Linked DNA regions of Gossypium hirsutum: region 2 is linked to region 1. The links are chromatin contacts, called in public Hi-C maps. All regions are on one chromosome and are shown on one strand. Each heading gives the region's core, a stretch centred on a gene start, on an enhancer-like site or on the middle of the called end of the contact. The rest is flanking DNA. Distances are from core to core; before and after follow the strand shown.

Region 1 (4,426 bases), core at 950-3,449:
AATGGTTTGATAGCAACTTATATCTAACATGGAACAGATGGAACTTTGCCTGATTCGAGTCTCTGTTCAGTACGATTATTTTTATTATTGAGATTAAGGATCATGTTAGTGCCATAGCGCATGCAAGATCAAACAGATGGGATTCTGATCATGTTATATTATGGTTACTGTTGAATTGCACTTGATGCTGGTCACTTCAGTGTTTCTAGATTGAGAAACCGAAAATTGAAGTCGGTTGAGGTAGAAATTAAGCAAAGTTTGTATTCAAGAAAACCGTTTTATCTGAACTGAAATAAACCTAAGTTGTTGATGGAAATTTCAGAGTACTTTATTATCCCTCGTATAACATATGTAGTTGGTTTCTTGCATGTAAAGGTAAGTAACATTGGACCAGACAGCAGCTGCACTAATGAGCACGTAGTCTTTCGTGATCGACAGTTGGTCTAAATTTGTCTTGGTCTTGACTGTACTAAAAACATGTTTCTGTTTTCTTGTAACACAGGGGACTCGTAAACGACACATACAAGATGGACCTTATTCTTATACATCCACCATATTTGATTGCCTTAGCTTGCATGTACATTGCTAGTGTACACAGAGAGAAAGATATCACCACTTGGTTTGAAGAGCTTAGTGTCGATATGAATGTGGTGCGTTACGGTTTCTTTTGTTACAAGAAAACAACTAAATCCATATGTAATATAAAAAAGTGTCCATTTCTAACTTCATTTCATCGAAAACTTGCAGGTGAAGAACATCTCGATGGAGATTTTAGATTTCTACGAAAACTACAAAATTTCAGATGAACGAATCAATGCTGCTTTCAGCAAACTCGATTTTAAGCCTTAGATGGTTGAAGACAAATACCTAACACCAGTGCGATGCATGACTGTAATCTATTATCGCCATGTCGGTTGACTGTATATTAAGAAAGAAGTGAAAGCATGGAGATCTCTGGTTTGATTTAACCTATACCTGTATGATATTACAATGGTACTATTAAAAGCATGAAGAAAGGTTATTAGAGTGAATGTCTAAGTACTCAATTGAGATTTTCTTTTAGTATATAATTCAAATATTTGATCTAAGCTTTGTAAATTGATCCAAACCCAAATTGGTCTAAACAAGAAAGAACTCAAACCTGAAAACATTATAATCTAAAACTGACTCGGACTAACTTCGACCCGCGATATGTCTATATTTGAGTGACAAACGAGGTGATAGAGTCAAGAATCTTGCATCATTCCCAGAATTTAATTTTTCTGTTTCTTCTTAGCCTGCTTCTTCTCTGTATCCACGCAAAAATACACATGAAGATCATAAACTAAGATTAGAAATAACATAATATCAGATGAAAAATGAAGAAAAAAAATTGTTACCCAATTTTCTTTTTGCTTCGGATTTTGCAAAAAACTCCCTCCATTCATCTGTTAGAACAAAAACGGGCTCATCTTCCTCATCATCCTCTTCTTCTACCTGTTGTAGTTGTTCATACTCTTGCTCTTGCAACGCCCTAATTAATAACCCAAAACAAAGAAAAACAAAACCCAGATGAGAGATTCTTTACTTAATTAAAGAAAACAATGGTGTGGCAGTGGGATTGAGAAAATATGGTAAAAACTTCAACGTATTCAGGGTCAACATTATCTTTTAGCACCCGAATTTTCAATTCAAAATTTCATTAACTAAGCTTTGTGATGAAAACCTATGTCATAAATTTGAAAAGCGAATACAGAAATGGGTTAATCGAAGGCTGTTTTCTTTTTTTTCTTTTTAATGTTGCCATAATTAAAAGAAGACTGAGAGTTGGAGAAACTTACGGATTGCCAGAATGGTGGGTTTCGTTTGGCGCGGTTGTAGACACAAGAGGAGCTAAAGTAGGGATTACGTGAGAATGGTGAGTAATGAGGTGGTGATGGTGGTGGTGGTGGTGGTGGTGGTGGAGAGGGCAGCTTATTGTATAGTGGTGGTGATGGTGGAGAGGGCAGCTTTTTGTATGATGGTGGTTGTGGTGGGCAGGGCAGAGGATTGTATGGTGGTGATGCGGATAGAGGATCATCGGACGGTGTTGGTGCGAAACAGGGCATCCAGGCGAAGGTTCCATGGTTCCTATCCTTTCTTTTGACCACCTCTAGGGTTTATAAGAGTACTAAGTAAAAACAAACCAGAGTAGACCGATTTGCAATTGATCAAAGTATTGATTGGGAGAGTCATATTGAATTGGTTAAATTAAAAATTGATCTAAAAATCAGTTGAATCAAATTTTTAAATTTTTAATAATTTATTAATCTTGAACTAATGAACTAATGAGTTGATTAGTTTGACCACCGGTCCAATTAAAAAACATCGGTAAAATTTGAACCAAATGCTTATTATGGTGTTACTTTTAAAATTACTATTATATGTACTAAAAATTCTATCATACATGTAAGCATATGAAAACTATGTATTTAAAATGTAGAGGCTACTTTAAAAATAACATACAATAAATAATCAAACATATAATTTGAAACTAATTAATAACAACGCATTAAAAATGTATGATGTTAAAATGAACTAAATCCACTACAACTATTTATCATGATGTTGTTATTAATCTTGATTTAATGTCACGACTCAATCAATAATATTATCAATATATATAATTAATCGAGGTAATAAAATAAGCATAATATAATAAAAATGTAAATATTTAAAATAATTTTTTAGTTTAATGATAAAATTAATATTTTATTGATGTAATACCTCGAGTTCAAATTTCACCACGTTTAAATTTTTTATTGATTTTTTAAAAAAAATAAAAAGACTAAAATAACCTCAAATAATATAACTTAATTTTAATTACGATAAAACATTTTCATAATTTTTCTAGTTGAGTTATTGCTTGATTGGCTCATAACACCAACCTAAACCAAAGACTTAATTAATATAAATATATTTAGTCTATATATTAAATATATAGGATAAAATCATAAATATATTAATTATTTATATACTATTTATATTATACATACTAAAAATTATATATTTTTAAATTATGTTAACGAATAAATTATAAAAGATAATTATGTGGTACATTAATAAAAAAAACTATCATGCACACCAACAAATGGTTGTAAGGAGTGGAAAGTTACACTTTAAATATTTGAACTAAGCTTGAATTTTAGAGTCATCACCGTGGAGAGGGCTTTATCTGAATGTTGCCCTTAGCTTGAACAAGATTGGTCTCAAATTATAAAATAGATGAAGACAAATGTGGTTATATATAATAATAATAAAATCATGTGCAAGGTTTTCAAAACTAGACCTGTAATCGAATAAATCAGGTCATCGATTAACCTAATTTGATTAATTAAATAATAAATAAAATTCGATTCAACCGATTTTTAACCAATTCAACTGGTCCGTACTAATTCCTAGGACAATCGATCTAATGCCTCCCTCTAGATCAGTACCCAATCGATTTCCGATCTAACCAATCTAATTGATCGGTTTGATCTGGTTCAAGAAACCATGGCAATGTGTCTTTAATTGATATTTCTAAAAAAATTAGAAACTAAACAAAGAAATATTCATTTCTTAATTCCATTTGTAAAAATAAAAAACAGTATCAATAATAATTCAATTATAAATATAATTTTACAATATTAAATTAAAAAAGGTAAAATGAAGATTTAGGGTGTGTTTGGTTCGCTGTATTGGATTAGAGGTGTACTGGATTAAAGGTGTAATAGCAAATCAACTGTTTGGTTGAATGTAATGGAATAGAGGCGTAATAGTAATCTTGTGTTTGGTTGAATGGAATAGAGGTGTAATAGCATAATGGAAAAAACTAAAATGACTAGAATACCCTTAGCATAAATTTGTTTTGGTAAATGATTATTGTTATTGTTATTTAAATTTTAATAAGATTATTATTATCAATAATAAATATTTTAATCATATTTAAACATAATTATTATTAAATATATTATAATTAAAATATATAATTTAATAAAATTCTTAATAATTAATATTATTATATGAATTTACTCAAATCATAATATATGATACTGTAAAATATAAATTAACATAATTATTATTAAATATATTATAATTAAAATATATGATTTAATAAAATTCTTAATAATTAATATTCTTATATGAATTTACTCAAATCATAATATATGATACTATAAATGAAAATTTGAAATAATTAATATTAAATATATTTTAATTAAAATATATGATTTAATAAAATTTAAAATAATTATAACTAATAAATTATATTTTATGAATTTGTATAATTTAAAATAATAATTATTACATATAATTTAATAATTAATATTAAATTTCATAAAATTCTTGATAATAAATTTTCTTATATGAATTTATACAATTTAAAATAATTAATATTAAATATAATTTAATAGTGATATATAATTTC
Region 2 (4,231 bases), core at 1,282-3,781, 160 kb before region 1:
TGTATTAAAATATGTAGGTATGCATATATACCCACGTTTGTAAAAAAAAATCTATGAAGGATAATATAAAAAAAATACGTATATTCATATTTATAAAAGTAAAAAAAAATGTTTGTATATACAAATATATATGTATGTATTAAAAGCTTTTTTAAAAAAAGTGTATGTATATGTATTATTTTAAAACATGCGTATATATATAGTAGGAATAATAATAATAATAATAATAATAATAATAATAATAATAATAAAGTCATAGTATAACATAATTAAAAAATATAAAAAGAAAAATAACAAATTAAGGATTAAATTAGAAATAAATGAAGTTTTGAAACCAAATTCAAAGATGGGAATTAAATAAGGACCAAATTAAGATGCGTGCAACAGTAGGAGGATCGAAAGGGGAATTATTCCCACCTTCCCAAAACGCTGCGCAGCACAGGACCGAATTAAAACAAAATTAAAATATGCGGCCCCAAATTTAAAACAAGTGAAAAGGGTTAATTGAAACGCGCTGCAGAAGGGAGGGACTAAACACGCAAATTTCCCACTCAAGGCCAGGACGCGCGGATCCTCCCCTCCGGGTCGGGTCACCGCGCGGGTCATGGCTACCTAAACGGCGCCGTTTTACTCTGTTGTTTAAAACAGATTTTTTCCTAAACAAAATCGTGTGCAGCAGATAAGAAGAGAAAAAAAAATAAAAATAAAAATAAAACTAGTGCCCCCTTTTGCTCTGCTAGGGTTTCATCCCTAGCATCCTTGCACCGCCGTTCGATTGCGCCAACGCTCTGATCGCGACGGAGTTGACAACAATCCGGCAACTTCAACGAAGAAGGTAAGATCCCTTCCTTCTTTTCTTGGTTACTTTAAGTGAAATAAAATGAAAGTAAAGATAAAAGAAAAATGTAAATAAAGATGATAGTCACTGCAAAAGAAAAAAAAAACTAAAAGAATCACCTTTAAAAAAACTCGAATTTTCTGTTCTCTATTGAAATTTTCCCTCTGTATTCTCTCAATACCAAAAAATCCCCCCATTTACATATTAAAAATGGCCTTTTATAGGCCGAAAAAAAGAAACAAAAATAAAATTATTTGCTTGTTTTTCACATCCGGACTCTTTGAGTCCGTTTTTTGCAGGTATCATGGTGAGCAAACGCGGAAGAGCTAGCCCCGAGACGTGCGGCAGTTGGAGGCTTGCTGGCGGCGTCGGGGCAGACATGCGGCTAGGGTTCTTTTTTGTTTTTTGTTTTGCTTTGGGCCAGGGCTATTTTGGGCCACTTATTTGTTGGGTTAATACTATTTTCTTTTTTGTGTTTAAACCCAGGCCGATTGGGCCTTATTACAATTACGATGATATTTTTTAATATTTTTATATAACATTAATAAAAAAATTATATATGATAAAAAATAATATAATTTTTAAAATTTAAAATTTTCAATTTCAATCCATTTGATTCTTATATATATAGAGATATATTGAATAATATATTTTTTACATAATACTTTTAGTCAAAATCCAACTCTTTCAAGTTAAATATTAATAATACACTCTCATTCACAACTAATCCAACCATCTCATTCATAGCAAAAAGGAAAAAAGTCAAAATTTGAATTTAGTCCCTCTATCGTTTTTAAATATTAAATTTAATTTTTATACTCTAATTTCACATAATTTAATTCTTTAACTAATTCAAATATTTAATGCTGTTAATTATTTTGATTAAAATATCGATATGAATTTTTCTTAAAAGTATTATTGCTAACAAAATAAAATCATACATTAACTTTATAACATTATTTAAGGTTTATATATTATATACACAGACGATTATATTAAAGGTTAATACGATTACGATTACTATATGAAATGAATGAATATTTTATTTTTTTAAATGTCTATAAAATTTCATATTTACATATGAAACATAATCAAAATTATATATATAATTACACCATATTGTAATTTGTATATTAAATTAAAATTTATTTTTTATTTTAGCGGGGATAGTTACGAATGTGATAAAAGATGAAATTATGCCTAATTTGACCAAAACAGAATCAATAGTTTTCTACCACAACACTTGCCTATGGATTTATTTCTCCAATAATAAAAAAGAGAAGAAATAAAGTAATTTTTAGTTGTTTATGTTTGATAATATTTTTAAAAATTGATCTATGAATTTTTTTTATTAGTCTCGAATTTCTTATTTTAATTATTAAATTTATGCTTTGTTAAAGTGCGATGATATGTTATATTGAAATTGCATTATATCATTATATGAAATTTTTAAAAAGATTATATAAATTCTCAAAAAAATAAAAAAATTAAAAATTATTTAACTGATGATGTGACACAATTTTTAAAATGTCATGTTACTATAAATCCAAAATTAAGGATCAAAATAAAAATACTGTTAAATTTAGGGATTTACTTGAAAAATATATCAGGACCAAGGTAGCAAATATTGTTAAAGTTCGGGACTAAATGTTACCAAGATAAAATGGGAGCGTTCACACAGGATCCCGCGTTGCGCCAAATTCCAAGTGGCACCCAGCTAGCTTACCTTGTCACCGACAATAACGAAATCAAAGCTGTTGATCTCCGTAAACCCACACCCCTTATCATAATCTCTCTAACATCAGAAAGCGAAAGTCTCCCAAGCTTAGAACCCAAAATCCAACAAAAACAAAAATCAGTGAGTGAAGAGAGAGTGGCGCTTGTGTTTTGGCATCATCTTTCCATTGTTTTTAATCGTTTGATGCGTCGGTGATTGATCGAAAAGATGGCGATTCACCGTACAGCAAGAAACAGCGGCGTCGGCGTCGGAGGAGCAGGGGCGACGATCGGAGGTTTTGGATTTACAGTTAGATTATTGGCTTCTGCAATTACGTTTGCAATTTGTTTGTTCTTTGCTCTTTCTTTCTTCTTCACTTACCACTCTCACTCTCCTCATCTTCAAACAAACCTTGTAAGTTCTAACTAACTTTCTCTTTATTTTAACTGAAAATTAAATTAAACTCTTTTTTCGACTCATTATTGTTTTTTAAAGATGAATTAAAGAAGGAAAGCATACGGTGATTGATGGAACGGTTTCGTTTCTTTTGTGTTTTCTAGGGTTTCTCAACTGATTCCTATGGAATCGGATCCACGAGGAGGTCCGTTTTGGCACTTAAATCGGATCCGCTCAAGCCTCGACTGGATCAGATCCGGAAACAAGCCGACGATCACCGTTCTCTTGTCCTCGCTTACGCGTCTTACGCTCGGAAATTGAAGCTTGAAAACTCGAAGCTCGTTAGGGTTTTCGCCGATCTATCGCGGAATTACTCGGATCTCATTAACAAACCATCTTATCGGGCTCTGTTTGAAACTGATTCACTGTCCATCGATGAGTCGGTGCTCCGGCAATTCGAGAAAGAAGTGAAAGAGCGAATCAAGGCTACGCGCCAAATGATTTCGGAAGCCAAGGAATCTTTTGATAACCAACTCAAGATCCAGAAATTGAAAGATACGATCTTCGCTGTCAACGAGCAGCTGACAAAAGCGAAAAAGCAAGGTGCGTTTTCCAGCCTCATCGCGGCCAAATCAATCCCTAAGAGCTTACATTGTTTGGCAATGAGGTTGATGGAGGAACGTATCGCACATCCAGAGAAGTATACCGATGAAGGGAAGCCAACTCCTCCTGAGTTTGAGGACCCTAAGCTTTATCATTATGCGATTTTTTCGGATAACGTACTTGCAGCATCAGTGGTGGTGAATTCCGCCACGAAGAACGCCAAAGAGCCCTGGAAACACGTTTTCCATGTAGTGACTGATAAGATGAATCTTGGAGCAATGCAGGTTATGTTCAAATTGAAAGATTACAATGGAGCACACATTGAAGTTAAAGCAGTTGAGGATTATAAGTTTTTGAATTCTTCTTATGTCCCAGTGTTGAGACAGTTAGAATCCGCAAATTTGCAGAAGTTTTACTTTGAGAACACGCTCGAAAATGCCACGAAAGATACTACTAACATGAAGTTTAGGAACCCAAAGTATTTGTCAATTTTGAATCACTTGAGGTTTTATTTACCAGAGATGTATCCCACACTGCATAGGATACTGTTTTTGGACGACGATATTGTTGTGCAAAAGGATTTGACAGGGTTGTGGAAGATTGATATGGATGGGAAAGTGAATGGGGCGGTGGAGACTTGCTTTGGGTCTTTCCATAGGTACGCGCAGTATATGAAT

Evidence for each region. Hi-C and Micro-C count contacts between places; a contact is called where the count stands out from the background.
Region 2: a contact with region 1 is called in a Hi-C map of leaf, with 2.7 times the contacts expected there. The contact joins the promoter of LOC107954056 here to the promoter of LOC107954052 in region 1. A contact is called at or near these places in 3 of 34 Hi-C or Micro-C datasets (callus and leaf).

Annotation. Positions count from the first base shown.
Region 1 is chrD07:12,318,814-12,323,239 of Gossypium_hirsutum_v2.1, reverse strand. LOC107954052 (histidine-rich glycoprotein) reads right to left here and starts at 2,199. Exons shown (of 4, transcript XR_001699402.2): 1 at 1,821-2,199; 2 at 1,380-1,513; 3 at 1,142-1,288; 4 at 698-975. It overlaps LOC107954051 (cyclin-C1-2), which reads left to right. Exons shown (of 9, transcript XM_016889516.2): 8 at 503-650; 9 at 748-1,031. The coding sequence ends at 849.
Region 2 is chrD07:12,480,295-12,484,525 of Gossypium_hirsutum_v2.1, reverse strand. LOC107954056 (galacturonosyltransferase 8) reads left to right here and starts at 2,531. Exons shown (of 3, transcript XM_016889525.2): 1 at 2,531-2,969; 2 at 3,116-4,231. The coding sequence starts at 2,784. It overlaps LOC107956622 (a long non-coding RNA gene), which reads left to right and starts at 441. Exons shown (of 2, transcript XR_001700175.2): 1 at 441-835; 2 at 1,138-1,364.